Regions from separate parts of the Mus musculus genome. Here all the other regions are linked to region 1. The links are chromatin contacts, called in public HiChIP or PLAC-seq and promoter capture Hi-C maps. All regions are on one chromosome and are shown on one strand. The core of a region is the stretch at or near the end of the contact, and the rest is flanking DNA. Distances in the headings are between cores, read along the strand shown. Region 1 holds the start of Zfat (zinc finger and AT hook domain containing). Region 2 overlaps 1700012I11Rik (RIKEN cDNA 1700012I11 gene). Region 3 has its middle 180 kb from the start of 1700012I11Rik. Region 4 has its middle 200 kb from the start of 1700012I11Rik. Region 5 has its middle 250 kb from the start of 1700012I11Rik. Region 6 has its middle 290 kb from the start of 1700012I11Rik.

The links. Promoter capture Hi-C pulls out the DNA fragments that hold promoters and counts their contacts. HiChIP or PLAC-seq counts read pairs in DNA pulled down with a chosen protein or histone mark.
Region 2: a promoter capture Hi-C map of pre-B cells shows a contact between it and region 1, with 4 times the contacts expected there. The contact joins the enhancer-like site here to the promoter of Zfat in region 1. A contact is called at or near these places in 6 of 39 promoter capture datasets (the 3T3-L1 cell line, the C10 cell line, embryonic stem cells and 3 more) and 5 of 115 datasets of contacts at active chromatin or transcription factors (bone marrow-derived macrophages, epiblast stem cells, extraembryonic endoderm stem cells and 2 more).
Region 3: a contact with region 1 is called in an H3K4me3 HiChIP or PLAC-seq map of bone marrow-derived macrophages, with 6 times the contacts expected there. The contact joins the enhancer-like site here to the promoter of Zfat in region 1. A contact is called at or near these places in 2 of 39 promoter capture datasets (the C10 cell line and HPC-7-derived erythroid cells), 6 of 115 datasets of contacts at active chromatin or transcription factors (the NIH/3T3 cell line, bone marrow-derived macrophages, memory CD8 T cells and 2 more) and 1 of 9 other capture datasets (macrophages).
Region 4: an H3K27ac HiChIP or PLAC-seq map of acute myeloid leukemia shows a contact between it and region 1, with 2.6 times the contacts expected there. The contact joins the enhancer-like site here to the promoter of Zfat in region 1. A contact is called at or near these places in 13 of 39 promoter capture datasets (the 3T3-L1 cell line, 3T3-L1-derived adipocytes, the C10 cell line and 8 more), 5 of 484 Hi-C or Micro-C datasets (embryonic fibroblasts, erythroid progenitors, neural progenitor cells and 1 more), 11 of 115 datasets of contacts at active chromatin or transcription factors (the NIH/3T3 cell line, VIP interneurons, acute myeloid leukemia and 8 more) and 2 of 9 other capture datasets (embryonic stem cells and macrophages).
Region 5: an H3K27ac HiChIP or PLAC-seq map of acute myeloid leukemia shows a contact between it and region 1, with 5 times the contacts expected there. The contact joins the enhancer-like site here to the promoter of Zfat in region 1. A contact is called at or near these places in 3 of 39 promoter capture datasets (the 3T3-L1 cell line, hippocampal neurons and second pharyngeal arch cranial neural crest), 4 of 115 datasets of contacts at active chromatin or transcription factors (acute myeloid leukemia, bone marrow-derived macrophages and embryonic stem cells) and 1 of 9 other capture datasets (liver).
Region 6: a contact with region 1 is called in a promoter capture Hi-C map of the HPC-7 cell line, with 5 times the contacts expected there. The contact joins the enhancer-like site here to the promoter of Zfat in region 1. A contact is called at or near these places in 2 of 39 promoter capture datasets (the C10 cell line and the HPC-7 cell line) and 2 of 115 datasets of contacts at active chromatin or transcription factors (bone marrow-derived macrophages and large pre-B cells).

What each region holds. Positions count from the first base shown.
Region 1 is chr15:68,256,346-68,261,460 of GRCm38.p6, reverse strand. Zfat (zinc finger and AT hook domain containing) reads left to right here and starts at 2,605. Exons shown (of 16, transcript NM_001145888.1): 1 at 2,605-2,793. The coding sequence starts at 2,775.
Region 2 is chr15:67,287,175-67,292,289 of GRCm38.p6, reverse strand. All of the region lies in intron 5 of 1700012I11Rik (RIKEN cDNA 1700012I11 gene), which reads right to left. Among named protein-coding and RNA genes, the nearest start is that of 1700012I11Rik, 63 kb to the right of the region's middle. Within about 2 kb of position 2,284, at least 77 of the 459 cell types and tissues checked have an H3K27ac peak or open chromatin away from gene starts, as enhancers often do. A contact at or near this core is called in pre-B cells and pro-B cells, where this site is marked.
Region 3 is chr15:67,403,504-67,408,618 of GRCm38.p6, reverse strand. No RefSeq gene overlaps it. Among named protein-coding and RNA genes, the nearest start is that of 1700012I11Rik, 180 kb to the right of the region's middle. Within about 2 kb of position 2,893, at least 34 of the 459 cell types and tissues checked have an H3K27ac peak or open chromatin away from gene starts, as enhancers often do. A contact at or near this core is called in the NIH/3T3 cell line and bone marrow-derived macrophages, where this site is marked.
Region 4 is chr15:67,421,797-67,426,911 of GRCm38.p6, reverse strand. No RefSeq gene overlaps it. Among named protein-coding and RNA genes, the nearest start is that of 1700012I11Rik, 200 kb to the right of the region's middle. Within about 2 kb of position 2,826, at least 14 of the 459 cell types and tissues checked have an H3K27ac peak or open chromatin away from gene starts, as enhancers often do. A contact at or near this core is called in acute myeloid leukemia and liver, where this site is marked.
Region 5 is chr15:67,478,818-67,483,932 of GRCm38.p6, reverse strand. No RefSeq gene overlaps it. Among named protein-coding and RNA genes, the nearest start is that of 1700012I11Rik, 250 kb to the right of the region's middle. Within about 2 kb of position 2,047, at least 42 of the 459 cell types and tissues checked have an H3K27ac peak or open chromatin away from gene starts, as enhancers often do. A contact at or near this core is called in acute myeloid leukemia and bone marrow-derived macrophages, where this site is marked.
Region 6 is chr15:67,511,346-67,516,460 of GRCm38.p6, reverse strand. No RefSeq gene overlaps it. Among named protein-coding and RNA genes, the nearest start is that of 1700012I11Rik, 290 kb to the right of the region's middle. Within about 2 kb of position 2,195, at least 15 of the 459 cell types and tissues checked have an H3K27ac peak or open chromatin away from gene starts, as enhancers often do. A contact at or near this core is called in the HPC-7 cell line and bone marrow-derived macrophages, where this site is marked.

The DNA.
Region 1 (5,115 bases), core at 1,356-3,855:
GGTTATATGTATCCTTTTCTAAGACTGATTTCAATCAGTACTATATAAAATTATGTACATAAACTGTTTTCATATAAATGCATTTACTATTGATATAATTATTTAATATTGCTACAAATATATTTAATTATGCAAGGCCACTAAATTTCTCATATAACTAAATAGCATGTCATGTCCATAGATTTGGACACGGATTCCTCCCTGAGCCCTCTTGATAGGTGGACTACCACTAGTGGGCAAGCTGGGACCGAGCTCCTCTAGGAACCAATAAAGCATGAGAATATTCATTATGAACTTCTCAGTGATTTCCATTTCATTCCATTAGTTCTTCTCTCTTAACTGAAGGCATCTAGAAATGTAAAGATTAAAAATGTCAGTCAGGGCTAAGGAGATGGCTCAGGGGTAAAGCTCTTTTGCCCAAACATGAGGGCCTAAGTTTGGATTCTAGGCACCTTCTAAAAAACGCTAGGTGTGGTGGGCTTGTGATCTTAGTGCTGAGCGAGACAGGAGGATCCTAGGGGTTCATTGGCCAGCCAGGCTAGTCAGACAATGAGTTTCAGGTTCAGCAAGAGGCCCTATCTCAAAACATGAGGTACACAACAATAGAGAAGACTGAAAGCTAGCCTCTGCCTTCTAAGTGCACACTCATGTCCCCATCTGAAAGTGTGAGCCACACAAGAAGGTGAGGAAGCAACTGTGGTGTCTCCATTCACAAAACTGCCTTCCGTCCCTTTCCTTACTAATTTCCTCCTTCTTGGGACCAGCCTGGGAAAAGATATGCAATAAGTCTTTTTTGAAAAAATGAGTAGATTTAAGGAAGGAATAGTGGAGAAAAATCACAGCCACCCCTCACCCCCTCAAGACCACATCTACAGTCAGTTTTTTTTTTTTTCTTCTTCTTCTTCTTAAAAAAAATTTGGCTTTACTGTTTGGGAGCCATTGAGTTTTGAGATATATGTTAACTAGCTTCATTTCCAAAACTGATTTTGGCTACAACATTCAAGAGCAATCGACCCACCTGCTAATCAATCAATAGTATTTCAGTGCTGCTTTTTAAGAAAGGCAGCCCAGCACAAAACCAGTATTGTCAGCAACCAGCACAACTCACATGTCCTGACAGAAAATTAGTGTAAATATTTGGAGTTCTAAAAAGGAAATCACATCAATGCAGCATTCTGGTTAGTTCATTTTCAAATGAAAGATGTTACTGTTCCCCTGCCACGCAGCCCTCCCTGAGGCAGAAGTTAGTGGAGGTGAAGCAACAACTTCCTGATTCTCCTCACATTGTGTCTACCGGCATCTGGTGGGTTGTGGAAAGGTGGGGCCACACACTTCATGGACTGTCTATGTGATCTCAAAAAAGCTACACAACCTTCCTGAACACCTGTCCTTTGCTCACCTGCCCACTGAAATAAAGATGTTTTTAAATATGTACTAAACAGAAGAATGAAGAATTAGACCAGTCATCTTAAGGTTCACTGCCCAAAGGCACGTCAACGTTTCTGGTTTTTGTTTTTAAAAAAGTGAACAAAATGAATGAGCTCATTCAGTCGTTCAGTAGCATTACTATGAAATCTGTGATGGGTAGGCAAAGACTAAAAGACCCAGGGGCCTTTGTGACAGGACCCTCTCTCCGCTCGGCAAACTCAGTCCATGGCAGAAAGGGGTAGCAAACAGTTATGCGCAACTGAATGTGAAGAAGTAATAAACACATGACCTCGACCTGTGGGGGTAAGAGAGAGGAACCTAGAGCTGTCTGAGGAGCACTCCAAGCTAAACACTACAGAAGGACTATACTCAGCATTTCACCAGCACTGTAAAAACAAACCAGGGCTGCCCAGACGCCGGTCATTTCCGTCCTGCTTCTTTTAACATTTTTCTCTTGTTTCTGTATGTGTGGAGTACTTTTTTACAATGGCTAATTTAAAAACCTTTCTAAAAGATAGCTTTACCAGCACAAGTACGACTGTTATTATTATATATATACTTAATTGGCCAACTCTAAAACTCATTCCCAGTTTCGAATGCTAAAAAGCTGACCAAGATAGGTAGGGATAAGGGACTTCGATGTCGGTAGAAATATATTCTATCAAAGTTACGTGGAACAGACGCTTCCTGCAGCGTGCGGAGGGGGCTCTAAGCTCCTAACATAAAAAACGGAAAGGTGGTCACTGAGCTTCCAAAAAAAAAAAAAAAAAAAAAAAAAAAAAAGATGTGCGAGGCACTGTCACTTCCAACCCGGCTCGTCCCGGACCCTGGGAGAGCCTGCCTGGGCCAACTACACCTAGTCAACCCGACCGGCAACTTGGGAAACTGAGCCCCGGAAAAGCTAGTATGCAAAGGGGCGCACTAGCCTGCCCACTCGCAGCCGTCCCCGCACGGAAGAGGATTCAGGACATTCCGGGTCCTGACTCCCACGTCCCAGGATCACAGCGTCCCGCCCCGGGCGTGGCCCAAAACAGCGCGCAGAACGCCGGGACGAGAGGCCGGCACCTAGGGTAGCCGCGAGCATGCGCACTGTGCCTTGCGTGCCGAGGGCGGTTCCCCGCGACCGACGTCGCTACGTAGGCGTCGGATCCCCGGGGAGAGGAGGGCGAAGACTCCATCCGCCATGTTGGATGCCGCAGATTCGCCATAACCTCTCCGGCTCTTTCCCTAAAAAAATCAAAATAAAGAGCGAAGTTTCCTCAGGGTGTCCGACTTTCTCGCTCAGCCCGGGAGGGAGCCGGGAAGAGCCCGAGGCTTTTTTTTTCCTCCGCCGTGGGGGCGTTGCCATGGAGACGCGGACGGCAGGTGAGCGGGGATGGGGGTTGGGGCGCGGCGGGGTGGGGGTGGGGCGCGGCGCCGCGCGGGAAACCGCTCGTGGTGTGCAGTGGGGAGGCCGCGCGCAGACTCGGGCCGGCGGAGGGATCCACGGGCGGGCGGAGCGCCGACGTCGCAGCGTTCTGCGGCCCACGTTTGGAAGCTGGCTTGATCCTGCCGCAGGAAAGAAAAAAAAGGGAGGCGGTGGAGAGCAAGCGAGGGGAGCGCCCTGCGCGCCTGGGGAGCAGTTTCCAGGGCTGTGGGCGGTGCCAGGGCGCCCGCCAGCGGCCATCCGCGGGCGTCTGGCTGCATAGGTGTTCGAGTCCCGTTGCCTGCCGCTGTTTGTGTGAGCTTTGAGTTGGCTTCTTGCTTAGTCAACAGTTTCGTAAAGTAGATGACTTCCCCTTCCCAGTGATCAACCCCGTGTTCTTAGCCAGGACGTGCTTCAAGTCCAGCCTTCTCTAGTGACCTTCAGAGGGAGCGGCCAATGAGAGAGATGGGCTTTATCACGGGTGACCCTGTCCCATGCAAGTAGTCATTTGCCTTCTGTCTTTGGCCCAGTGCTGTAGGGCATTGTCCTCGTGCGCTTGAACGAAGTGGCTCCAGGCCACTTCCTCCAGGCAGCCCTCAGACTGTCTAGCCAGAAGCTGCTTTAGCTGGTCTCATTGGAAGGGTAGACTTTTCACTTAACCCCTGGTGACTCCCCTTAACCTTAAGCTTGTGACCTCTAGCCTGTGATTGACACCAATTTAGACTCTTGGACCCTGACTTCCGAGGGTCGCTGCCAGTGTCTCCTGGTTGTTCTTAGTTGGTCATTCACTGAAGAAGAGAAAAGTTGAGAGCCCAGATTCCTGACAGTGGAGCTTTAAAGAGATCGGACTTCTGGCTTGGAAAACAATGTGAACCATATGTTTGCTTGGCCTTTGTCACTGTCCCCTGGAATTCAGACAGGCTCTTAGTAGGGGTGACCTTCTATTGAATGACTGAGTGAAGGAGCTGCTGATCATTTGTACACGTCACTGTGGTTTCCTGCTGGAGCCTGGGTCCATCCATACAGGGGACAGAAAACTCACGTTCCTGGGGCTTACCTCCACTACTCTCCACCTTTAGCTTTGGAACCTATCACTTGATCTGTGAAATTAGTGTTGGTGCTACAGAGTGGCTATAGGTCAAAGGGACACACAACAAGCCCCAAACAGGTTATCTTTCTGTTTTCCAGCCATGACAAGTGAAGAAGGCTCATAGTTTGAACAAAATGTATTTCTGTCAGCTCGTTTCTGGGAAATTTCCCGTTTTGGTGTTGGAAAGGCGGCTTTGGGTGGTAAACAGGCTGGGTGGTCATTGCCCCAGTTCCAGCTCTGTTCTGTGTGTGTTCCAGCTCTGTTCTGTGTTGGTCTCTTTTTCATGGTATCTTTTGCTTTGGGTGCAAAGGTTTCTGCTTCTTTCTTTTCCCACCTTGTAGTGTACACAACAGCTTCTCAGCTATCGCTGTCTTGAAGGAGAATCTAGTGGCTGCTCAGAGCAGGCCTAGTCAGAGTTGGGTGATTACACTGTTTCTCCTCCTCTCATTTTCTTTTATAGATGTCTCATGCATGCTGCCCCTGAAAACCTCTCTATCAAGATGGGTCAGTTTAATAGAGGGGGATTTAGCCTAATGGTTTGTCCCTTGTCACCTGTTGGGGTTGTTAAGCTTTCAGCGTGTCAAACTTTCCAGGGGCAGGTACTCCCTTCAGAGGCAGTCTCTCACTGTTCACAGCTTTGCTGGAGAGAGCCGCTCCTGAGAGACTCTGAGAGCTCCTGAGAGCTCCTGAGGCAGGGGCTGTGACCCTTGTGCTTGAGGCCCATGTGTTGTGCCTCTACCTTGCTCACACTGGTGGCACTCCAGATGGTTTTCATAACAACACACTGTCACCATGCATTTGCTTTGGGAAGTGTGTGTGGATGGAAAGGTGGGGTGAAGTTTGGTTATAATTTTTTTTTTTTCCGAGACAGAATTTTCCAAGAAGCATCCCACATGATTATGATTTTTTTTTTTTTTTTTGTTCTGAAGGGGAAAAAAGTAACTTTGGAGTGGGGAATAGTGAACATTTTAAAACATATATTGTAGATTCAAAGTTGGCTTAAAAAACATAAAATATACATGGTGGCTTACAACCATCTATAATGGGATCCAGTGCCCTCTTCTGGTGTGTCTGAAGACAGCTACAGTGTACTCATGTAAATAAATAAACAATTAAAAAAACATAAAATATAAAAACAAATGAATTTGCTTCTGAAAAGACAATGCTTGGCACACCGATGTCAAACAGGGCC
Region 2 (5,115 bases), core at 1,035-3,534, 970 kb after region 1:
TGCCTGAATGTGAATCCCAGGCCCATCACTTACCAGCAAATGACCTGGAGTGAGCTGGTGGCCCTGTCTGTGCCATGTGGTTGTTTCTATGCAAACTGAAGTTAAGGACAATGGAAGTGATGGGGATGGGGATAATGTCTTCCCTCTGTAGGGATCATGCCAATGCTGAGGTTGGTGATGGGCATCTGCACTGCAGATCTTTGGGGATTACCACCCACTCTTTTGTCATAGTACTACAGAATCTACCATTGTGTGGTCCAAAGACATACCTGATTGTGAGGCAAAATCCAATAAGGCCTGCTCGGTCATCACCTTCCTTTCATCTAGGATCAAAGGGTTTGGAAAGGAACTCATATCACAGAGAAAGAAAAGATGAAACACTTCAAGAGTCTGAGATCAGCAAACTTGCTGCACAGGGTGTATGAGGACAATTGAGGGCATTTTTTCCAAGACTGCGCATGGGTCTAGGTGCTACAAAGAACAGGCAAGAGTTTGGATCCATTTCAAGAGAAGAGGACTGTGTGTTGGCATAGTGTAATCCTAGAACTCAGTAGGCTAAGACAGGAGTTTGAGGCGAGCCTAAGCTATATAGAAAGATCACCACATCATTCTTAATAATATAAGCTATATAGAATGATATGATCTTTCTATAAGCCAAACTTGATCATCTTCAGCAGCAACAGTCACTTATCCCTATTCCTAAGACTGAAGACCACCCATGCAGGGCATGGTGGTTTGAATATGCTGGGCCATGGGAAGTAGTACTATTAGGAAGTGTGGCCTTGTTGGAGTAGGTATGGCCTTGTTAAAGGAAATGCATCACTGTGAACATGGGCTTTGATGTCCTATGTTTAAACTCTCCTGGTTTTCTTCAGGTCAAGATGTAGAACTCTCATCTCATCAAGCACCATGTCTTCCTCTGGGTTTCCCATCGTGATAATGGACAAAACCTCTGAAACTGTAAGTCAGCCCCAATTAAGTGTTTTCCTTTATAAGAGCTGCCTTGGCCATGGTGTCTCTTCACAGCAATAACACTCCAACTAAGACACAAGGTTTCATTAGATATCTGAGAAACATATCCTACAGTTGCCCTTTCTTAAAGTTTACAACATTACACAATGATGGTTTAAGCCTGGGCAGAGTGAAAAAGTGAGCAAACTGATCTCTGGCTACCCGAAGTAAACACAGGAGTGAATCACTTGTACAGTGGGGAGGAGCTTCATCAGGGAGTGAGGAGCACCTGGGTTGTCTGACTCATATCTTCTATCAGTAGATCCTAGAGTCACATCTGTCCCTGGACTTAGCTTCACTCTTCTGGGGCCCTTCGAGTCTTAGTTATGGAAAACACATACACGTGCACGCACACGTGTGCACACACACACACACACACACACACACACACACACACACACTCTTCAGCTCAAGTCAGTTCTCACACTCTGGGGACAGAGTTTAAGCATCTCCCACCTCCTCCTTGATGCAGATACCCTGGGGATAGTGTTGAAGCATCTCCTATTGACTTCCTGCTGATGACACCCTAGGGACAGTGTTGAAGCATCTCCCACTACTTTCTTGATGAGAACACCCTAGGGACACTGGAAAAATAGTTGGCAAACACCTTCTCCTATCTCTGACAGATTTTGTCAGCCTTTCATCTAAGAAGCAAGCCCACAGCAGTACTGAATCCTAGCTAACTCCAGGATGTTTTTGCTGCATGCTCTCAGAAGACTTCAAAGTGCCAGCCAGGAGCAGTCACTTGCAAAGCAAGCTTGCAGTTCACTGATTAGGAGAGCAGGGCAGGTGTCCTGTCTTCAATTGGTCTTAAGGATAGAATCACAGGTCTTTGAGGATGAGGCAGTAATGAGTCCTCCTTCCTGTGGCTGCTGGTAGTCAAGTCCTAGAGGATGCATGGAGTGAGCTTCTTGCACAGGAACAAAACCTCAGCTGGCAAGTTTTCTCTCTCCATCTTTTTTCTCCTTCCATCATGAAGCTCTTATAGTCTTCTGTTCTGCAGTCAGTGACTGTCAAATGTATGCTGTGTCATCTGGACCCCAAGTCGCTGTATGTAAGCATGAAGGTAAGGTGAGAGGCAGGGCCAACTGGGGAAGAGCTTCCCAAATGTCACTTTCAGTTCTATTTGTTACAGAGATTTTCAGACTTGGTTGCTGTCTTTCCTTCCTGGTGTGCAACCTCGCTTGAGGTTCTGTCTGCCAAAAGCTGAGGGCTTTCATGCAGTCTGGGTTGTTGCCTCTCATACAGTTCCTGTGTCAAGCTTGAGTTTCCTGCCCATCAGAAAACCGTGCAACTGACAGGAAGCTCTACACCCACCGAGCCTCATCAGTGTTAGACAGGAGTGAGATTTTTGCATAAAAGACCAGCAAGTAGTAAGCACAGGGGCCTCAAGAGAAGCTCAGAGCACATCTGTGGTTAGAGTATGTCCCTGGCTCTGTATCAAAAGCCTTCTCCCTTAATGCGCTGGGGCCCAGTGGTGAGACTCACATCTCTACAAATGTTTATATTCTCATATCAGTTACTGACTGACTGGTGGTCCTTTTGCAGCTGGTAGATCTTATACCATGTAGAGTCTGAACAACCACACATGGCATACCAGGAGAAGAGTTAATGGAGCAGACAAAAGCCATGGAGAAAGATTAGAAATGGGAGTCAAGGAGACTAACAGACTCAGAGAGAGACATCCCCCTTATTTTTCTTTTTTGTTTTTTCATATATTATCCACTTATTCCATAGTTCAAGATCCTATTGGAGATTCTGCCTAGACCCAAGGAAAATCAGAGACAGAGTCCTTGCGATGCCCTGGCATACCAGCATTGTGGGGCATCCTGCAGGTACAGGCACCACAGGTATTTAACATCTAATACTTGGCAGGTCAAGGACTGTATCTGCCCTTTGCTTCCAGTCTTAGAGCAAACACACAGAGAACTCCTATATCATGTCACAAGCTCCAGATATCATGTCACAGAAATCACTGTGTGGGTCAGAAGCTCCACAGACAAGTACAGTGGTAGCTTCCTCCAGGAAAAAAGAGGGTGAACACCCATCTAAGAAGACTACCCAGAGCCTTGGGAGTACAGGTGGGCTAGGATCCAGCTTTTTGGTGGCAAGCAAAGTAGAAGAGGTAGGCTTCTCATCACTGTGCCCACACGGTTGGTGGTCCCACACTCCTGGAATCTCATTTCTCCTGATGTCTAGCAGTTCACTCTCTATGTATCCAAACTCATCTGAGAAAAGGGTGAGTTACTTAACACCCACTAAAGGTTCCCCTCTGTCCTGAAAGAGTGCTACTATGTAGCCACAGGCCCTTTATATCATGTCTACTCCCCTTATACTCTCAGTACCCCTTCTGTGTCCTAGTGCCCTCTACACTCTACCTACCTGAATTGCTTAGATCCCAGAAGCATCATGAACTGTCCTCAAACCCAGTGCAGGGGCCCTGACCTCCACTGTCCTCCAGAGACATCACCTACTTAAGTTCCTTTATCTTCAGCTTGGCCCCAATCTTAATGCTTATCTTTCTACACACTACTTTGCCCCAACAACATTGAGGTCATAGTAGTTTCATCAGTTACATTTCCTTCCTGGAGGAAAGAACTGTGTCCAAAGCCTCTTCAAAGTCCCACCTCTCATCTGGCAATTATTTGGGAGATGTTGGCAGAGGTATATACATTTGCATTCAGCATGAATGACTGATAGGCCTTTTAAGAGAGTCTCAAAGGTGTTAAAATATGACTACGCAAGGAAATACCCAGAACATAAGCCCAGAGCATAGGGCTCTTGTCATTTTTGCTAAATTCCATTCCTGGGCTCCAGCTGACCACAACACACTTGGTATTCCCTACCTAGCAAGAGACAGGATGCAGGCCTTCTCTTGCTTTACTAGATTCTAACTAATGGGGAAGCTTTGCTCAGGGAGGAGGTTTGATGTGGTGGCAATCCTTCCCTGAGTCCCTGGAAACTCCCAGAAACCACTGCAAGAAGTCTGAAGCCACAGACCACCCAGAAATAATTCTAGGATTTCATTAACCCAAGAACCAAATGTCCCAGTATGAACTATGTTTGTGACACTCTTGCATTCTGTCCACAATTCCAAAAGAAAGAAGGAATAAAGGAATGAAAGGAAGGAAGGAAGGAAGGAAGGAAGGAAGGAAGGAAGAGAGAGAGAGAGAGAGAGAGAGAGAGAGAGAGAGAGAGAGAGAGAGAGAAGGAAGGAAGGAAGAAAAGAGACAGAGGACGAGAGGGAGGGAGGGAGGGAGGGAGGGAGGGAGGGAGGGAGGGAGGGAGGGAGGGAGGGAAAGAAAATGGGCCTCAGATGCTGCCATGGTTTAGATGTGAATGCTCCTCAAAGTTTCATGTATTCGAATGCTTGGTCCCCAATTGGTAGCAATGTTTGGGGAAGTCCTGGGACCTTGGCAGGGCTGTTAGTTGAAGGAATTGAGTTTCTGAGGAGCAGAGCTTAGATGGTGTATTAGTCAGGGTTTCTATTCCTGGACAAAACATCATGACCAAGAAGCAAGTTGGGGAGGAAAGGGTTTATTCAGCTTACACTTCCATACTGCTGTTCATCACCAAGGAAGTCAGGACTGGAATGCAAGCAGGTCAGAAAGCAGGAGCTGATGCAGAGACCATGGAGGGATGTTCCTTACTGGCTTGCTTCCCCTGGGCTTGCTCAGCCTGCTCTCTTATAGAACCCAAGACTACCAGGCCAGAGATGGTCCTACCCTCAAGGGGCCGATCCCCCTGGATCACTAATTGAGAAAATGCCCCACAGCTGGATCTCATGGAGGCATTTCCCAAACTGAAGCTCCTTTCTCTATGATAACTCCAGCTTGTGTCAAGTTGACACACAAAACAAGCCAGTACAATTGACCCCTTGTCAACTTGACACACAAACACATCACTATTAAGCCACAACCCTTACTTTCTTATTCATCCCCAAGATCTAAATAACTTTAAAAGTCCCACAATCTTTACAAATTCTTAAAATTTCAATCTCTTTAAAATATCCAAATCTCTTTTAAAACCCAAAGCCTTTTTACAATTAAAAGTCTCTTAACTGTGGGTTCCACTAAAATACTTCCTTCAAGAGGGAAAAGCATC
Region 3 (5,115 bases), core at 1,644-4,143, 850 kb after region 1:
TTTACTATAACTTGAAAAATATACCCTAAGTGATTTGAGCATCAGGGATATATCTCTGTCAAACAGACATGGGATAGCTCCATCAGAACATTCAGTATGTGTTAGGCCCAGAACACAGTAAGACCCTAACATTTGTTTGCTGTGACTAACTAACTATCACCACCACCATCATCATTGTCACCTTCTTAGAAGGGGGAACAAAATAGCCACGGGAGGAGATACAGAGACAAAGTGTGGAGCAAGGACTGAAGGAAAGGTCATCCAGAGACTGCCCCACATGGGGATCCATCTCACATACAGTCACCAAACCCAGACACTATTGTGGATGCCAACAAGTGCTTGCTGGCAGGATCCTGATATAGCTGTCTCCTGAAAGACTCCGACAGTGCCAGACAAATACAGAGGTGGATGCTCTCAGCCAACCTTTAGACTGAGCACAAGGTCCCTTATGGAGGAGCTAGAGAAAGGACCTAAAGAGCTGAAGGAGCTTGCAGCCCCCTAGGAGGAACAACAATATGAACCAACCAGTATCCCCAGAGCTTCCAGGGACTAAACAACCAACCAAAGAGTACACATGGAGAGACCCATGGCTCCATCTGCATATGTAGCCAAGGATGGCCTTGTTGTACATCTATGGGAGGGGAGGCCCTTTGTCCTGAGAAGGCTCAGTGCCCCAGTGTAGGGGAATGCCAGGACAGGGAAACAGGAGTGGGTGGGTTGGTGAGCAAGGGGAGGGGTATGGTATAGGGGGTTTTCGGAGGGAAAACCAGGAAAGGAGAGAGCATTTGAAATGTAAATAAAGAAAATATCTAAATAAAGAGAGAGAGAGAGAGAGAGAAAACTAAATCATTTCCCAAGAGATCAAGAGCAGGCCACCTTTTTCTCTTTGTTTTCAACATCTTTATGAATTAAATTGTCACATCAGTCTTTCTCTTGTCATTTAAAACCTAGAATCTACAAGAGTACTTCAGAAAGACTGGACCACATCGGCACAGGTCACTTCTCTATGACAAGAGCAGAAGCTAGCCAGAAAGCATATGCCTGCACAAGAGTTGGCACCTGTCTGTTCTCAAGAGATATCACCTGCAGCCTCAGGTCTCCTGGGGTACCTGGCTCTCTTGACACCATGTGGCAGGGAAAAAGATCAGTTACAAAGCTGGGGTCAGAAAATGCTGAGTCAGGCAGGGCAGGGTAATATGAGCAAATCAACAGACTGATTTGCAGAGTCCAAATCAGAGAATAAAGCCCTGTGCTTTCTGTCACCGGGGCCTTTGTGACAGAATGATGGCAGGCAGGAATGTCCTCCAGTGAACTCCCTTCACAGACCTCTCAACACAGGCAGGCCACCTGTCTTGATGTGGGAACCTCAGCCTCCTTAGCTTTGGGAGTGTGATGGCTAAGGTGTGGTCCCTGTGCCTGGCTCTGGGGAGTTCTGGGTGCTCCATGTAGGCCAGATGGAGGAAGAATTTCAGATCAAGTGGAGACTAATGCAATCTAAAATAATGTGGTAGAAAGAAATGATCAGACAGCTCCGACTGTGGGTTTCAGAGTCAGACTGCCTGGGTTAAGTGGGAGCCTGCCATTCTCCAGCAACCTCTTGAACAAGTGACCTGATATCTCAGTGCCTCATTTTTCTTTCCTGTTGAATGGAATCATACACATATCTGCTCCATGAGGCTATAGAGAAGACAACAGGGAAATTTATAAATAAATAAATAGGAAAAAAATAGGCATGACTTTAGGTCATGTCAAACACATAGTAACTGCTCAGAAATTACTGACTCCACTAGCTAATGATATCTTCCCAGATCAGACTTCAAGGATGTTTAGGCTGAACAGTCACTTCACTCAGCATGATGTTCTGATGGGCTCTCCATTAAGTGTATCTTCTTCTTTCTCTGTGTTTATTATTATTATTATTAATATTAATATTTATTTCAGATATAATATGTTATACATATTATGTAAATATATAATTTTATATCACATAATTAATAAATAAGTAAAAACTATTGATAATTTTTGGACAGACAAGTCCACATGTTTTTATCTTTCTTTGGGATTCACAGATAGAGCTGGCCCCATGACTAGCATTTATGGGGTCACTTTGGTCCCATGTCCTACCCTGGGAATTTTGCAGACTCATACCTGAGGTTGTCCCTTTGAAGTGTGTGCTTCATACCACCTTGGGAATGATTGGAAGAGCAGAGCCTTTCTCTTGCTCAGCCACGAGGCTTACTCTCAGGTATTTCAACCATAGGGCCTTCCAAACCAGTGCTACTATTAAACCAACATCCCCCACCTGATTTACTTTCCCCTATCCACCATAAGTCAAGCTGTCTTCGTCATTGTGTCCCTGGTTGGATGGCCATTATGTACCTGGGTAGCTAAGGTAGCTTTGTAAAATATACCCACCAAACAAACATAGACTAATTATGTTTATCAATCACTTTAACAAAATAGTTTATCAAGATATAAAATAGTCTACAGCAGAAGTACAGAAGTGGTAGCTTGTCTGAATAATTTTCCTGACATATGTGTTTTTATAGCTAACATGCACACACACACACACACACACACACACACACACACACACACACACACAGAGTATTAGTACTCTCAAGTAGTAATTTTCCCTAAAGTCCCCAGTGCATGGCATTTTCAATCTATTTGGCAATACTGAACCTTAGCCTCCCACAGGTCCTTCTAAGGTAAAACACATGTCCTGTAAAGGGTTAGGCTCCATCCTCTCCCTTGGCAGATTTCAAAGCTAGTTCACTGACACAGTTATCTCTGGCCCCCAACATCAATGCCCCTGGCAGCTTCCTACGACATGCAGGCTTTGAGCTTGTGACTTCTGGTTTCAGCTCAGAGCAGGGCCTGGCACAACACTAAAAGTCATTGGGCTTGTAGCCAAAAGTGCCACGTGTCTTCAGCTCTCTCACTACATCAAGAGACAGAACATAGAACAAGACTTCTGAGTCAGATGACAGGCAGCACTTCCAGGACCCAAGGATTAGCTGTATGATAATATAGAGCAGAGATGCCTGCTGGTTCCTCAACTGTAAGATTGGGGTAGCATGACTGGCCTGACTACTAGTTCACAATAAAAGTTGCATTATAAAAGTTATACCAGATGTAGAATAAGACTTAAAGCACCAATAACCTGTGTAGGGGCCCATGGCTTAGAGGGTGTCTAGGAGACGTGAGGCCAGATGCCAAGTGAGTCAGAATCCTCTGAGGCAGGGGCTCGAGAAGATCTTACTAGGGCTTTAGCACCAGGAAGCACATGGATGAACGTGGATTAACTTCATCCTGGAAAAAGATGGAATTTCAGCCAGTAGATCACTCAGCTGCCTAGTGACACACAATGTGGTGTCACCACAGGCAGCACTGGGAGGAATTTCTACCTCCAACACTGTGATCTCAGGGCAGCAGCAGCAGTTGGCAAAGAAGTGAGTGTCAAGGAGCTAGGGAGAGGCATGAAGCCAGGACTGATGGACATTAGCACTTTAGCCTTGTAAGGTCCTTGGGTCATAAACAAGAACAGAGTGAAAGGTCTAAAAAGCCAAACTAAGAACTGAAAGCTGTGGGGTCACCTAGGATTCCAAACTACACATAGATCATATATATATATATATATATGTATATATATGTATGTATGTATATATATATATATATAATGTAGACATAGATGTGCATATGTATATACACAAATATTTTATATATGTGCACATATTATCATATAGATAACAGATAATATATGTGTGCACTAATGTGTTTTATATATATACATAAAACATATGTATATACATATATGTATATTTAAGCGTATATGTAATTGTATATCTAATATAGTTTGAGCCTTGGAGCATGATTTTATATATACAGTGAAAGAGACAAAATAACTCACGTGTATCTTCCAACTCAGTAAAGCATTGAAGGAGAGGGTCCAAAGCCTTGACAATAGGCAATAGGCTCCATTATAATGGTAGCAAGCCATAGAAATGAAACTGGACATTCACAAGCCCTTAGTATCTGGTGCTCAGGTAGTGAGTAACACACTAGCATCTTATTTTACTTTTTTTTTCTTATTTTACTTTTACTTTAATCATTTAATGTTTCATTTTTTCTAGATGGAAAAAACTCATTTATTTCTCCTCACAACTCTGAGCTGGACACTACCAGTGCTGATACAAGTCATGGAGAGACAAGATAAGAGAGGGACAGCTGCTCCCTGGAAGCGTCCAGCATATTGCAAGGGTGAGGGTGGGAATTTGGGTTCAAACCCACAGCCATGCTATCAAACTCTCAAGGGTGAGAACACTCATGATCCTGTTCTCACCCCCCCCCCATCTCTTGTTCTCTATCTCCCTCCCTTGTCTCTACGTACTGTAAAACAAAATCTCAAGTGGGCTTCAAACAATGGACCCACATGTCTCCTCTCAAGGCCACTTTATTTCTATCCTGGAAAAAAATGTCCTTAGAGGCCAAGCAAAGTATGGAAAGGAGTTAGGCAAGGAAGGAATACCTTCCCCAACTATCACCAAAGGTTCAGTACTTCCAGGATTCGGAAGGTGATCAGAGAAGCCTCCTTCCCCTCCCCTTCAACTCTCCTGTAACCAGGAGCTGCACATACTCTTCCAGGACCAAGTTTCCTGGACACCACCTACTTCCCACCACAGGTTGCCCCAAAGCCCTAGAAACTGAATGTTAGCTTTTAATGCAGCTGCCTCCCTGGGATTTGTGGATGCCAGGGTGGCTTTCCACCAGCATCCTTTAATTAGTAGTGCCAAGGTTACAGTGGCAAGAGCCAACATGGCCTGCCTCCCATGCTAAGCAGTGCCAACTTCAGAACAATAGACATATTATAGGCAACATGAGACAGAGCTTCGTCAACCTTACTCATCTACTGATAGACAACTGGAAATGACCCTCCATTTTGACCTTCTCGACTTTCAGACCTTTAACAATCTGTTTCCCTTTTCTCTGTCTGCACCCCCAAACTAAGAGCACCATCTGAGCCAGGCATGAGGGAGTTATAAGGAAAGAGCCAAGCTTTACTAGGTGACTCTTTCCCAGAGCAGATTCCTGTAGTATCAGAGACTCGGCTTT
Region 4 (5,115 bases), core at 1,577-4,076, 830 kb after region 1:
GAAAGGTTATTTGTCTGATATTTCAGAGGTATCTGTCCATGATCACTTAGTTGGCCTTGGTGCCCCTAGGGCCTGTGGCAGGGTAGCACATCATGTTAGGGAGTGAGCTATGAATCAAAACCACTCACCTCATAAACAAAAGAAAAGCAATGTTCTGGGGTACCTTACTCCCCTTGAGGGTACCCCTCCAAAGACCTAGTCATTCAACTAAAACTCATCTTAGAAGTTCTACAACTTTCCAATAGTAACATTCTCACAAACAAGCTTTTAAGCCAATCACTGTTGGGGATTTAACACCAAAAGATACCTTTTCAAAATTGTTTCATGATTCTTTAAACTGTCTCTATGCACCAGGCTGGACTCCCCCAATCTCTGCACTATCACACTATTGTAGCGATCAGGTACTTCTCAGGGGTTACATACTTCTTCACTAGCCCTGATAAAGCCCACTGGAGTGCCAAGCTATGACTCCAAAGATTTTCCCAAGGACCTTTGAGCTACAGATCCAATGAAGCTAAATGGCTTTCCTTGTTTCCTCCATAAACTCAGTCAGCATCCTTATCCTGCAGAATCAGCTAGGACCTGACTCCCAGAAGCCAATTACCTCTTTACTCCATCCCAGGTAACGTTCCCAGGTAGTACCTGCCTTTTGTCTTTTAATTATATGTTTAAAACCAACATCTCACAGGATTAAAGTAACCTGAGAGGGAAAGGAATTAAAGAAATGTTGGCCAAAATATTGTTATCGGTATTTAAGGTGTTTCCTGGAGTAGATGGTGACAGCATGGGAGATGGAACATTCAAAAGATATTTAGAGAGCTATGTGGTCCATAGGAAAGACCCTCCCCCCAAACTTCTTCCAAAATGTATGAGATAGGCTGTACAGAGAATGGTGAATATGCAAGTGGCAACTGGCTTTGCAGAGTGCTCCAACCATCTCTCACTGAGATTACTGGGATAAGATCAAGACAGTTTCTAGTTCTGACTCAATTCCTTGGGATGCTGTGTGATCCCATGTCACTCCTGTCAAAACCAGCATGCTACCTACCTGGTTTTGTAAATAAAGTTTTCTAGGAACACAAACAGGTTGTTTCCCTGTGTATTATTTCTATCTGCATTCACACCACAGGGCAAGGTCGAATGCTTGGGACAGAGACCTGGTAGCCAGCAAGGCTGGATTGTGCTCTCTTGGGTCCTTGAAAGTTTTCCAGCATAGCTTTAATTCAGTTTTTTTTTCCAGGAAGGCGCTTGAATCTACTAGTTTTCAGAGAGAAAATTGAGTTGAGTGCTGGAACCGTGAAGAGTAAGGATTCCCCAGAAAGCGATTGAATTTTTTTTTCCAAGAGAACCTGAGACGGGTGATTATTCTTGTTCTCTCTAATTTAATTCTCTTCCCCATTTATTATTATTAAATCCTGAGCTAGCAGATCAGCCTCGTTCTGGCAGACGTTTGCATAGATATGCCACGGAGCTAAATTTCTATTCCCTGGAGATTAGACATATACATGTTGTACTGATTAAAATAATATTTTTTAAAAAATGAGAAATGTTTAACTCTACAGGGAAGAGGGAGACAAAGGCTATAAGTCTGAAGGCCAGGTATAAAGAAAGACTTTCTTTGCTGGTCCCCATGGTTTGAGGGTGCCTTGAAGAAAGGAGTTCATAGAGGTAACACCAGTAACAGGTTAGCAATGCTGAGTGCATAATAGTAGGTCCTGTGGGTTGAACTGTGTCAGCTAACAAGTCATATTTACACATATCTGTGAATAAGATGTATTTGAAAATAGTGGCTTAGAAAGTGTAATCATTAGGATTTGATTATCATGGGTTCCACATGAGTCTTAAGAGAGTGACTTTTGGCATTGTTTTTAGCAAATGATGGAAATTTGAACAAAGATATGTAAAAAAAGATAATTCCATTGGATGAGACAGGCATACTTGAAGGACAGCCTTGTGAAGACATATGCATATACTAGGATTTTTCAGTGTTCAAGAAGAACTGATTCTAGAAAACTCCCATGAAGAGCAAAGTCTCTAGGTATTCAAGCTCTTTTTACATAACTGTGTGAAGTTTGCATATAACCAACAGATAGCCTTCTGTACACTTTAATCATTGCTAGATTCCAAACGTCATCTATTACAATGCAATGTAGATGGATAGTTGTACCAGATTGCTTAAAGACGATGACAAGAAGACAAAAGAGGCAAGAAAAGCGAAAAGAAATGAATCAAAGCATCAACCCAAAGCAATCCAAAGCCAAGTACGTAGATAAGTGATTATGATAAACAGAGGCAAAGAAAAATTAATTAAAGAAGTTGAAGACCCCAGAAAGAGAAAACACCTTCACCATGTGGGATATGTTGAAGAATAGAAACAAGGCTAAGTGTTTTCCATCTAATAGTAAAGCCCATACAAAGCCCTCCCCTAAGACCAGGGTCTATAGAGCACCCAGATCTCCTTCAATCTCTTCTCATTAACATGTAAGGACTTCCTATAGACCAGTACCAGCTTTCCAAAGGGAGTGTGGTCATTTCTCTAGGGCTACTTAAGGATCTTTCAGTTCCTTTCCTAACCACTACTCCTGCCCAAACTGTGATATCTAGATATACCATATTTCCTGATACAGTGTTTAGATGGCTCTGCTGCATGCTCAGAAGGAGGGGAACACTTACTTTCCCTTCACATGAATGAGTATTGCATCACCACCCTAGCCCCACGTGGAGATTCATGGATTAAATTTTAATCCTACTTTCTGTGTCACGCTGGTCACTGCACTTTTGTATTACAGCAGGCTTATTTATGTGATGGGGAAATGCTACTGACCTGACAGGAACTAGGTCATGGCATACACAAGGACACCACAGGATTGCTTAAAGTAAACAATTCTGACCAGGTTGATGTCGGTATATATGTGGGGAGTTTGTGGGAGGAGGGTGGCCTTACCACAGGTCTAAGAGAACTGTGAGAAGAACAGGGTTATCTCCTTCATTGGAAAAACAATGCTGTGGCCAAATTTTCTTTCCAAAATCACTCAGCCAATGAGAGACACATCCATGATTTAAACCCAGACTGCAGCTAGTGTGACGCCTTGATCATCATGTACTATGAGCTTGCTCATAGCCAGACATCCAAAGAGATCACCCAAATCAAGCCATGGCTATCACATTCCTAACTTGAACTTGGAAGAGAAAAAGCCAGGGACCACAGATAACTGGGCTGAGTTGCACTAGAATAATGTTCTTGAATCTTGATGGCAAGGGCTCATAACTCTGCCTGATTCCTCGAAAATCCTTCATTCTTCTCTACTGGCTGTACAGGGAATGGCATGTCCTAGCCAATGCAAAACATGGATAGAAGACAATGGCAAAAAAAGAGAAAAAATCCAGGGACCCCTTCACATCATTTCGTTTTCCTCTGGTATCTTCAGCAATTGTTTGGTCTCAGCCACTAGCTTCAGTTCAGTTCAAAAATAAGCATCCCACCTCATTGTTCCTAATTCTAGTTCTGGCTTTTAGTACTGAGCCCTCTTCTTAATTTGAGCATTACTCATCACATCTTCCATGCATCCTTGGCCATTGTAAGCTTTTTGCTATTGTTGTCCTGGAATGTTTGTAACCACTGTTTGAATTCTCATCATTTCCCAGGTTAGAGAGTAACTTCTCTATATTCAATGTGTTATGTTTGGAAGTCTAAAATGACATTGTTTTACCCTACTATAATTTGACTGATAAAATCCCAAAGGCCCCATCCTATGTCTATGGGTCTATGGTATTCCTGAATATTTTTTTAAGACTGTTCTAGTATCCTTTCAGTAAATCCCACCTAACATCTGTTAATGTACATCAACACATGTGTGTGTGCATGCACGTACACACACTTTCATTTTTAAGTTAAATAAAACTGATTTCATATTTTTCTTGACCAACCAAACTTTGACTTCTTCTGCACATGATACATGTCTATAAGCTATAAAGTAAGCATGCCCCTATCCCAGGAGATGCTCACTGTGTGTTTGAAAAGGATTAAATTGAACTCATTCAGCCCCAGCTGATATATACACATGCACACACATTGCAGAAGTAGAGCATTCATTTGTCCTTCATCCTCCCCATTACAAAACAATTGCTCTTCTCGATTTCAGCCTGGTTTTTCTTGCCTCAAGGTCTCAGGCGTGGCTGTCAAAGACTGAAGAAATGTTAGACGTGCTAAGTTGCTGCCTCCTAGTCAGAGAGAAACGGCATGCCACTTCCAGAGAGATGAAATGGAGACAAATAGTCGGATTCATAATTAAAAAGAACCTTTGGACCAGATCCAAAAGGTAATGAGAGACTACCCAGGGATTATTGAAAGGGAGGAAATTCCTAAAGACTGACATGGATGCTGGAATATTGGCCTCTGTCTATACAGAATATCTTGCAGGGGGAGCTCCTTGTCCAGGGGTAGGGCATATAGCATAGCATTGAATCTCCAAGTCGAAGAATGCCCTTACCTACACGGAGGAGGAAAAGAAGAAATGCGACCCCCTTTTCAGAGTTTGGAGGCCTGACTTCAATTTAGAGGGTTCAGGACCTAAGGGTGGAAGGGGCTTCTGAGGCAAAGAGCTGAATGGGAAGACAGAGGCCAGAGAACCAGAAGCCAACCCCACATCATCAGCCAACAACTCGAAAATGCATGTCTTCCTCTCTACGCCACCAGAGGGTCTGGTGTTATTAAGTGACTGAAATTTGCCATAATGAGACATGATTAGGATAATCCAGCCTCTTCTTTCCAAACCTTTTGAGCTGTATTCATCTTGGAGCCTTTAAAGAGAATTATTTTGATCAAATTACATTCCTTTCAGCCATGCCGTAAAAATGAAAGTTATGGAGGGAGGAAGGGAATGAGTGTGGGACTACGATGCATTGGATGATGATGTCGGGTAAGGGTGGGGGAAGGTACAGCCTCAGTCCATCTCTCCATACACATCTCCTATCATTATTTAAACAGATTTCCTAGGCATTATGACCCCATCTCGCTAGATAACTGGAATTCAGAGAGGTAAAATAATTGGTGTAAAACCACACAAGCAACCATCCCGGAGGAACACCAAGGTTAAGGTTACAATATAGTTCCTG
Region 5 (5,115 bases), core at 798-3,297, 780 kb after region 1:
AGAGGACTAGGATTTGGTCCCTAGCACCCATGTCAGACATGACCTCTTTTGACGACCATGGGCATCTGCACAAACATACATACATATCCACACACATATACATAATTTAAAAAATACAATAAATTTCTTCTTAGAAGATCTCTCTGCCCATTCTTAGGTCTCTGACTCAACAAAAAAAAAATGTGGCAGGCTCAAATACCAATGTTTATTGATGTATTCTAGAAGGTTCCAATGGACAGACTAACAGAATGATTCTGTGTTTGGTAATTGCCTATATTCTTTCTTTGAAGCTTTCTAGACATGGAGCAGAGGCAGCAGGAAAGACCCTGGAGATGGGGAGATCAATTTATCATGACTTAGACAAGTGACATGCTCTTAATTCATACAGCCCTTTTGTAATAGGCATTACTCTGCACATTCCCTGTGGAGTGAGTAACAGGGGCAGGGGCTGTGGGTGATCTCTTTGTGTCTATTTCTCTGCTGAATGCACCCTTTAAAACATCAGGCGCTTTCATAGTCCTATGTAGCAGGAGTTCCTTATGTCGCTCCAGCTTGGGATCTGCCTCCTTCCACAGGCACATGTGTGAGGCACAGCTACCTCCTCTAATCCAGTTCCCTGATGAATGTCCTCTCTTCAGTCCTGCCTCTCTTATTCTTTCTCTTGAGCACAAGCAGTCAGTAATCTCTATTTGTTTTTATCAGACATGAAATCTCTTTAGAATATTACCCACTGGAGTGTGTCACATATTGGCTGTCCATCAATAAAAAGTGTAGATTGGTCCAGGGATCCACAATGGATGCTGAAATCTTCAGATGTTTAAGTCTCTCATATTAATTAGCATAGTACTCAGGTGTAACTCCTATGCACACTTTCCTGAAGATTTGAAATCATCTCTTGATTACCTATGCTATCTACTGAAATGAAACACTCTACAATTAGTTGCTATATTGTAACTAATTTAAAGAATATGATAGGAGAGTGTGCACTTTCAGTACAAAAATTTTCCTAAATATTTTCGGCATATGATTGGTTGAATCTAGGAATGTGGAACATCTAAAAATGGAGGACTAACTACAATTATTTGCTAGCTAGGTTAATGTCTCTTTTTCCTTTAGAATGTAAATTGCATAAAATAAGAAACTTAACTCTAGTATTCTCTCTTCTCCAAGCCTAGGACATGGGACACTGGAGAGCTCAATGAGTAAATATAAGAAGATACTCATTCAAAGATCCAACAAGTCCATGGAATTTAGGCTGCTCTATATACCTCGGATTTGGGTAGTATAGCCTCGTGTAGATTAGTCCAACAATCCTGTGGAGATATTTTTACCACAGTCATCTCTGGGTCAGAATTTGATTTGCCTCCTAGGTGTCAGTAAGATGTGAAACATTAGTCTACAAAAATCAGGGAGTTTGGAAACAGCTTTATCAGGCTTGACTCTCATGGAAGTTCTTTGTACAAAACAGAGACACAGTTCTTAGTACATCTCTTTGGAGACTGTATTACCATCAGAGGTCCTGGATGCTAGAAAATGGGACCTATACCCCTTTCCTTCGAGGCAAAGGACACTGCTATTTCTTAGCACTAAAGGCCATTGTATTGGTCAATTCATTTCTTTATTAAAATATCCGAGACTGGATAACAAGTGTAGTATACACCATAAAAATATATTATTTGACATTTTGGAGGTTGGAAAGTCAAAGTGAAAGTTCCACTGGGTTCTTTGTCTGCCAATAACCCAATCTCTGCTTCCAATTTGGCTACTTCCTAGATTCTCTTGTACATTCTCCAGTGGGAATGGATGTCTCCTCATATGACAAAAGAAACAAATGGGCAAAGAGTATAGATAATTCCCTCCAGTCATTTTAAGAAGGTGCTAAACTCATCACTGAGTGTAGGGCCTTCATTGCCTAATCCCTGCCTAAAGCTCCACCCCCAGTACTGATGGACTAGAGATTCAGTTGCAACATAACTACCACAGAGGACACACATATTCAGACCATGGCACCTCGGGTGCTGCCTTAGTCATTCTGAAAGTGAAGTGTTTTTCTGAGGAAGTTGGGAGTAGTTTCCAGGGTACACCCTACATGTCACTTGGCCTAAACTGTAGAAGCAATGAAACTGGCACAGAACTTCCGGAGGAGGGCCAAAAGTCAGCCAGACAGAAGAGCCACTTCCAATGTAATAAGCATGGATGGAGCAATAAAATAGCTTGCAATAGCCTTTCTGAGCACCATCTGTTTTCACACTGTATGGAACAGGGCAGGGAGGTATTCAGGCAGTGTCTATGCTTAAGTGTGTCAGCCTTGGCTTTATCACTTGACTCACTGCCTTCTGAAAGTTTACTCACACTGAACCCAGAGAAGCATTCTGTCAAGTAAATAGGACAAGTATGGTCTCAAATCATCTGAATATCTTCGTGTAGTAAGTAGAACTCCAAAGATAAGTACTTATATACATAGTATTTACAAGTATGAACAAGGGAAGTATTCCCCTTCTTGCTTTCCACGTTTCCCAGTCATCATCAGTGTATTTACTCCTTGCCACAATCTTCCACCTACCTTCTTCCATCTCAACCTCTGTACCACAGAGGGTGGAGCACCTTGATTAAATTTCCCAAAAGAAATCCAGAAACTCTTAAATGCTACTTTCCTTATATCTTTCTCTGCTCAAGACCCAGCAAAAAAACCATACCATCCTGAGGCCCAGAGGCCGTGGCAGAAAAGTTAAAGTCAAATGCAGGTTAATATCAAAAGGAGTGGCAGAAACAAGAACTGTAATGCGAATGGCGTCATTTCATCTGTCTTCACAAAAATACCTCTTTCCTCATGGCTACTGAGAGGCAGGAGTAACAGAGAGTAACATAGTGACAGCTGTGCCCCCATATCTTCATTCAAACCAGACATTCTTCTTTCTCATGACTGTAGGGGCCAGACAGTTCAGAGACACCACAAGAAAACCCACCGAAGCAACTAACCAGAGTTCATAGGGTCTCAATCAGGGGCCCTGCAAGGGTCTGACCTAGGTCATATTCATATATGTTATGGTTGTGTAGCTTGGTGTGCTATTGGACTCCTGATAATGGAAGCAGAGGCTGTCTATGTCTCTTGACCTTGCTTTTGTGACCCTTTCCTCCCACTGGGTTGCCTCATTCAGCCTTAATACGAGGGGAGGTGCCTAGTCTTATTGTAACTTGATATGCCATGTTAGGTTGATATTTAGGCAAGGCCTGCTCTTTTCTGGGGGGAAGCAGAGGAGGAGTGGATCTGGGGGAGAGAGGAAGCTGGGAGGAGATGAAGGAGGGCAAACTGTGGTCAGGATTTAATATACAAGCAAAGAATAAAAATTTTAAAATATACATGTAAAAAAAAAACAGAAAATGCTTCTCCCTTGCAAAGTTGACTGCATATATACCCAATTCTCTTTGAGACTCTCTAAATGTCCCCTCCCATTTATGTATTTTAGTAATGAAACCCAAACTTTAAAACCCAGCTCTATGATTTGTAACCTGAGAGACTCACTTTAGCTGACTTAGCCTGTTTCTTACACGTAAAATAAGAATGAAGAATAAAGGACACAGTGCTATAGACCATGCTCTGGGAAAACAGCACATTTAATATGGAAGGTATATATCACTCAAAGAGCCTGCAGTTCTTCCCTTTGCCATTACCGCATGCCAACCAGTCAGAGAGATGGGGCAAAGGAGCATCATAAAACAGGAAAGGAAGCATCTTTATCACATTCAGAGAACTGAGTGTCAACTCAAAAGCCAGAACTTGGCACTGAGTGAGTAGAATTTCCTTCCTATGATATAAATACCAAAGAAAAGGGGACCTAGCAAGACACAGAGTGAGCAAAACTGGATTGAGACAGAAAGAGATATAGACAAAACTTAAATTATCCAAGGTTACTATCAGTCCCCAGGGAATAAATGATGCTTGTTGGATCAGCTATAGGGAGCTTAGAGTAAGATGTTCACGGCTAGCTATGATGGTTAGTCTTGACTATCAACTGAATTGATTTTAAAATCACCTAGGAGATTTGTAAAGCATACCTAGTGTATGTGTGAGGGAATGTCAGAGAGCACTAACAAAGAAGGCCCATGCCAAATGTGGATGACATCACTTGAGTAGACTGGTATTCCCAAGAGAGGCCTTTCTCTGCTGCCTGTCCTAACATGATACTACTACTCAATTCCACCATTCCGTTCGTGATGATAAAAGAGGAAAAATAAAATCTCCCATTCTTAAAAATGTCCACAACTGAATGAGGAGCATACAAACACACTAACTTCACAGCCTCTCTCTAGGCTGAGAAAATACTACAGTGTCCCAAGTCAAGGACGATTAAGAGATCATTTTTCTCAATGGTAAGTCATGTGCCCAAGCTTCCTCCCTATGCCTGTTTCACCCTTAAAAGCAACATTGAGCAATTGGGAAGCAATAAGGAAGTTGTTTAAGGGAATTTCCACATAAGGGAAGCAAATGGATGAGAGTAGGTATCTTCAGGTATGGGTTGAGGTAAGTGGCTGTTCAGAAACTGACACAAAGTAGAAAACATTTACACCCGCTGGGTTTCTGTGCATATGGTCCCAAAGCAGAAGTTTCCCTACTGCTGTCACTCTGACGAATGGATTCTGACACGCTTCCTGTAGCAGACACAAGTGTAGACCTTGGTTGAGAAGATGGAGGAAGAAGCATCTATCTAGGACTCTCCAGAAGAAGGAGATACATGGGTAGGAATTTTTTTCTTCCTGCTCTCAGTTAGGACCTTCTCAGGATGATCACAGCTCCCAGCTTAATTGGTTTTCATAAAACTATAAGGTTGTGCCATTTCTCCATCTGTGAAATGGGAATAAGACTGGGACCTAATGTTGTGAGAGTGGAACATGGTACAGCACACACAGGAAGCAAACAAAGAACACTCATAATTAGTTTACTAGTGTAAGTATGGCTTGTTTCCTGAACTAGCATGGACTAACTCACAGCAGCTAGGACACTATTCCAAAGATCAATGGGGCTGAGTGAGACAGGTGGCCAGAAAGAATTAACAATGGATGCTATATGGGGACCAGGGAGGTGGTGGGTAGCACTCATGAACTATTTTCCAATCA
Region 6 (5,115 bases), core at 946-3,445, 740 kb after region 1:
ACTTCTTACTCCAAAAGGGAAGACAAAACATTTTGAGGTAAAAAGTCATAACCTGAATAATCCAAGGGGAACATGAAAAAAAATCCAAGTTTGACGATTTGATAAATATGGGGGGGGGAGCACAAATAGTTTCTTCAAACATCAAACCACATAAACAATAAATATCAGTAAAAATTTCAGAGCCTAATCCTAACAGAAGGAATTGTTTCTATCATGTGTAGCTTGAGAAGCATTGTATTAAAAATCATAAAAAGTCTAGGCAGCATCTGAAGTAAACCATGGATGACCGTAACACGCACTGGTCAGTTATCCATCTGTAGATGTACAACATTATGTTTCTATGATGATACAGGGTCCCCTTTATGCTCAGGTCAAAATACCCGATGCCATCTGGCTTGGAAGGATGGCTGTACTCATCTCAACATTACAGCATGAGAGTGAGATCCCTGGACTATAAAAAAAATAAAAACTGAAAACAAAAACACATCACTTATTATGTAGTTAAAATATAAGAATGCATGGAAGAAACTCCATGCTTACCTGCGATTTCATTTAACTTAGTTGATAGCTTTGCAGTGATTCCTATGAATGCACATAGACTGCTTGTTCTCTTGATTAAGAAGGTCCATGCCTGACTCTCTCATATTCCTCCTCAGTGACTAACACAAAACCCAAAATATAGCTCTGGCTAAACACATAAACCTCTAGACGAATAAAACTAAAAAGGAAGGTCATGTGTACGTAGCATGTTCACGTTTCCATTTTGAAAGCCGATACTTTGACAGTTTATCAAGCTTAGCCCTTCAAGAACAGAACTGTGTCTTTTTGAAGAATTGAACCACACCAGCCAAGAACAGCTGCTGCTGGTTCTGAACACTGGAAGCATAATGACTTTGAAGGGGTTGTCTTTCTTCCACTTAATGACCCTAAACATTCAAGAAATTGGAATTGGCAGGGTCTATAGGGCTATTGTTCTTTAACGTACTGGGGCTTCCAAATGGTGGCTTTATGCTGCCAGCTAGTATAATATTAAAGATTAATAGGCAATAAAACAGAGACAGGTGGCCAACCATAAGTTGTCATGAACAGCACATGGGAAACAATTCCCAGTTTATGTTGCTGGATAAGACAGTGATTGGCCATAATGGCCCCTTGGTTTCCCAGACCGGCTTTCTCAGAGAGCCAAAGGTACTTGAGCATAGGCTTCTGATCTTACTAACAAGCGTCAGTCATGACACATTGATGATAAGAAAAGTCCCTTGTAAACCCCTCTGTAGAGAGCTTAGCATATCAGTCCCCCACTGTGTATGACCAATGGTATTTGAATGAGCCCGTTCATCTAACAAATTGAGCAACTGTCAAGTTGGACACTGTACATATGCATAGCTAATGTTACAGTGTTGTGGAAGATTTTTTTTTTGCAGCTGACACAGTATGTGTTGTTGTTTGTTTGTTTGTTTGTTTGTTTGTTTGTTTTTCAAAGAAACGATGTTATCTCCTAGTGGATGACAAGCATCCTCCTCCAGTAGAGCCCAGGAATCCTTTCCCAGTCAGTCCAGGCATCTCTCCAAGTGGATCTCAAACATACCTTCGCAACAGAGCCGTTGTATCTCCTCCCAGTGGAGCCAGATATCTCTCCTAGTGGAACTCCGGCATCTTCACCCAGTAGAGTCTAGGCATATATTTCAGGGACCCTCAGGCATCACCTCCCAATGCAACCTAGGCATTTTCCCCAGTGGAGCCCAGACATTTTCCCCTAGTGGATCTCCATCCTGAGCCCAAACATCTTCTCTCTGTGGAGCCCAGGTGTTCCTAGCATCTTGCTGATCTGACATTTAGTTGGCCTCATGTAAGATTCAAGCAGGCCTATCACATTGGAGAGGAAAAGGTGTTCTGAAAGGATACACATGGGGGGGAATCTTGTGCCTACTTACCCTGGATGTGTGAAAGAGAATACCAATTTTTATTTTGCCCTCGGTTTCCATGATCATCTTTAAATGTAAGAGCAATTTGATTTGATTTGCATAATTGTGGAGAATATTTGGAATGGTGTAGGGAAAGTGCTTAAGTGTAGAGCTGGCATTTAATAAATATTTAATTCTTACTTGTTTAAAGTGCAGGGTCATGTGCTCTCCCTGTTCCTTTTAGCTTGGGGCAGAATTTCTGCTGAGAAGAAATAAGGAAGCAGGGGGAGGGAAAGTCAGCATCGTTAAGTCATGTGAGTCATTTTTAGTAGCAGAAACTGAAAAATGGGAAACCTAGAAGTTGTCAACAAGAATCTGAGAAAGTTGGGTTTAAGACATGTAAATGGGCATTTCTTATCAAAAGATTTCCATGATGTTCAAGGAATTCATGGCCTGTGGCTGTTTCTTACTTTGTGGAAAATCTAAGTCTTAGGCTTATGGGGCTGTTGACTCAACCACAGTATTATGGTTTAAATTTAAAATGCTCCTCACCCCAGTTCATGTTTTGGGTGCTTGGACTCCAGAGGGTGGCACTATTTGGGGAAAATCCTAGAAACCTTGGGAAGTGAGGCCTAGATGGAGAAAGTGGGTCACTGGGCAGCTTAGTCATGGCTGGTGATATAAGAGATGGTGAAAAATTGCTTGGTACACAATGGAGTTTTAGAAAAAAAGAATCTGCTAAACTGTGCCTTTAAGATGCTCAGTGGGTAAAGATGCTTGTGCACAGGCTTGGCAACCTGATTTTAGTGCCAGGATCCTACAAGATAGAAGCAGAGAACTTTCTCTCAAAAGTTGTATGGGATATAAATAAGCATAATTTTTTTAAAAAGTTGTCTGACTTTCATATGTGCATCTGCACACACATACACATACACAACACATACACACATACATCATGCCAAACACTGATGCACTAAACACAAATACACACTAACAGGTATATTCACCTGCATACACACACACTCAAACACACGAATACTTACATGCAAACACACGAATACTTACATGCACACACACACACATATACACATACTCACATGCACACTCACACACACATACATACACACACACATGCACATGCATACCCACACATGGACACACACTAATAATTTGAGAAATTTCCTAAACTTGGTTCATATTATTTGAAATGTACCTACTCTTCCAAGCTATTCTTTATTCTATCATTCTAGGGACCAAGAGTAAACACGTGGTCTGAATTTTTTCTACCAATGTCATGGGAAATTAACAATAAATCTTACTATTAAACAATTTATAATTTACCCCATACTGTTATGCTACGTTAATGCATTAGGGTAGACATAATGACCAATTTATTGGCATATTAAATGAAATAAATTTTTGAAAAGGAACTAGTAATTTTTTTAAAAGGTTGTGTATCTCAGAAATGACATGAAGAATAGAAGGGGTGAGATTTCAACAGTATTGGTGCCTTTCTGGACTGATATTTTAATAACATCTTCCAATGCCTTAATGCTTGAAAGAGTATTGCAGAAGTCACTTTGACACATCATCTAAGTTCCTTTGGGCTACAGCTCTCTTCAGATCTCAAATGTGTGGCCACTGAATCGTCTTCCTTTCAAAACGCCCATAAAAGTATGTGTAGTTTTACAATATGAGTCTGGTGTGGTCCACATGAAAAAAAAAATCCATTGGGCTCCCAAGTGCAGCTCTTAGTAGCAGCTTTAGTCAAAGGGAAATGTAGAAGACTCCATGGACCAGGGTAGTCTGACTGTGATGAGCACGGTCCTCAGGGCTGCATGTGCTCTTTCAAGGCATAATGATGTAAAATGGAATTGCAATTGTGCATGCCCTTCCAGATGCCTTAGTTGGCTTTTTGCATAAATTGGAATCTGCTGTTCACCCATTGAGCCCCTCCTCAAATATGACACCTTCTAGTTTTCATTAATCATCTCAAAAATTCATTTATTATTCCTGGTTGGCTCTGCATCTAGAGCTCAGAAATGATATCTATAATCATCAGGATTTGAGGACAGTGAGACAGACCAGTCTTTACAATCATTTCCATTCTTTTAGACATGGTCTACATCTCAAACCTGTCAAATCACATGAAGGCTGATAATGAAACAGGAGATGTGGATACCATTTAAACGGGCAGAACTTCCTGGAGATTAATATTCTAGCAATTTGGGGTTTGAGTTTTATATAGAAGTCACACTAGATGTAAAGAGTTTTTTCCAAGAAAAGTTTCAAAATTAATCAGTGCCTAATTCTAAATTTTTCTAAATTTTAAAATCAGAGGTGAAAAATGAAAGCTAATCTTAAGGTCATTTCTGTTGTCTCATATGCAAAGTGGGTAAGAATAAATCCCCCCACTCCTAAGATTGAGGATGGATAATAGATCTGACAACCTCTCTCATATCATATCTTGAACATGGAGGATGGAGAGAGAGAGACAAACAAAGGAAGATGAATGTATGAACAGTAGACAGACTGAGAGCTGCTTACTGATGGTGAAGGTCAAAGCTTTGCCCCTATGCCTGTCATTTATTCGCTCCTTAATACATGTTTATTAGTTAGTTTTTTAAAAGTTTTGTTTATTTATTCATTTATTTGTTTATTTTATGTACATGAGTACACTGTATCTGTTCAGATGGTTATGAGCCTTCATGTGGTTGTTGGGAATTGAATTTTTAGGACCTCTGCTCGCTCTGGTCAACCCGACTCGCTCTGGCCCAAAAATTTATTTATTATTATACATAAGTACACTGTAGCTGTCTTCAGACACACCAGAAGAGGGTGTCAGATCTCATTATGGGTGGTTGTGAGCCACCACGTGGTTGCTGGGATTTGAACTCAGGACCTTCAAAAGATCGATCAGTGTTATTACCTGTTGAGCCATCTCACCAGCCCACTTTGTTTGTTTTAATGCATGAGTCATCAGAATGCATCTTCTTTTGGGATTTTTGTGTGTGTGTTTTAATTTTTTAATTTTTCTGAACCTCAAACTTTATATCTTTGTGATCAATATCCATTTTTCTAAAAATAAGGATGTTTTTCAAAAAAATCCATTTATATTAATCAGTTCTGTTGGCAATTGATTAATGAATCATAAGTAGTTACCCAAAGCAGTTATAGGTGTGTGTGTGTGTGTGTGTGTGTGTGTGTGTGT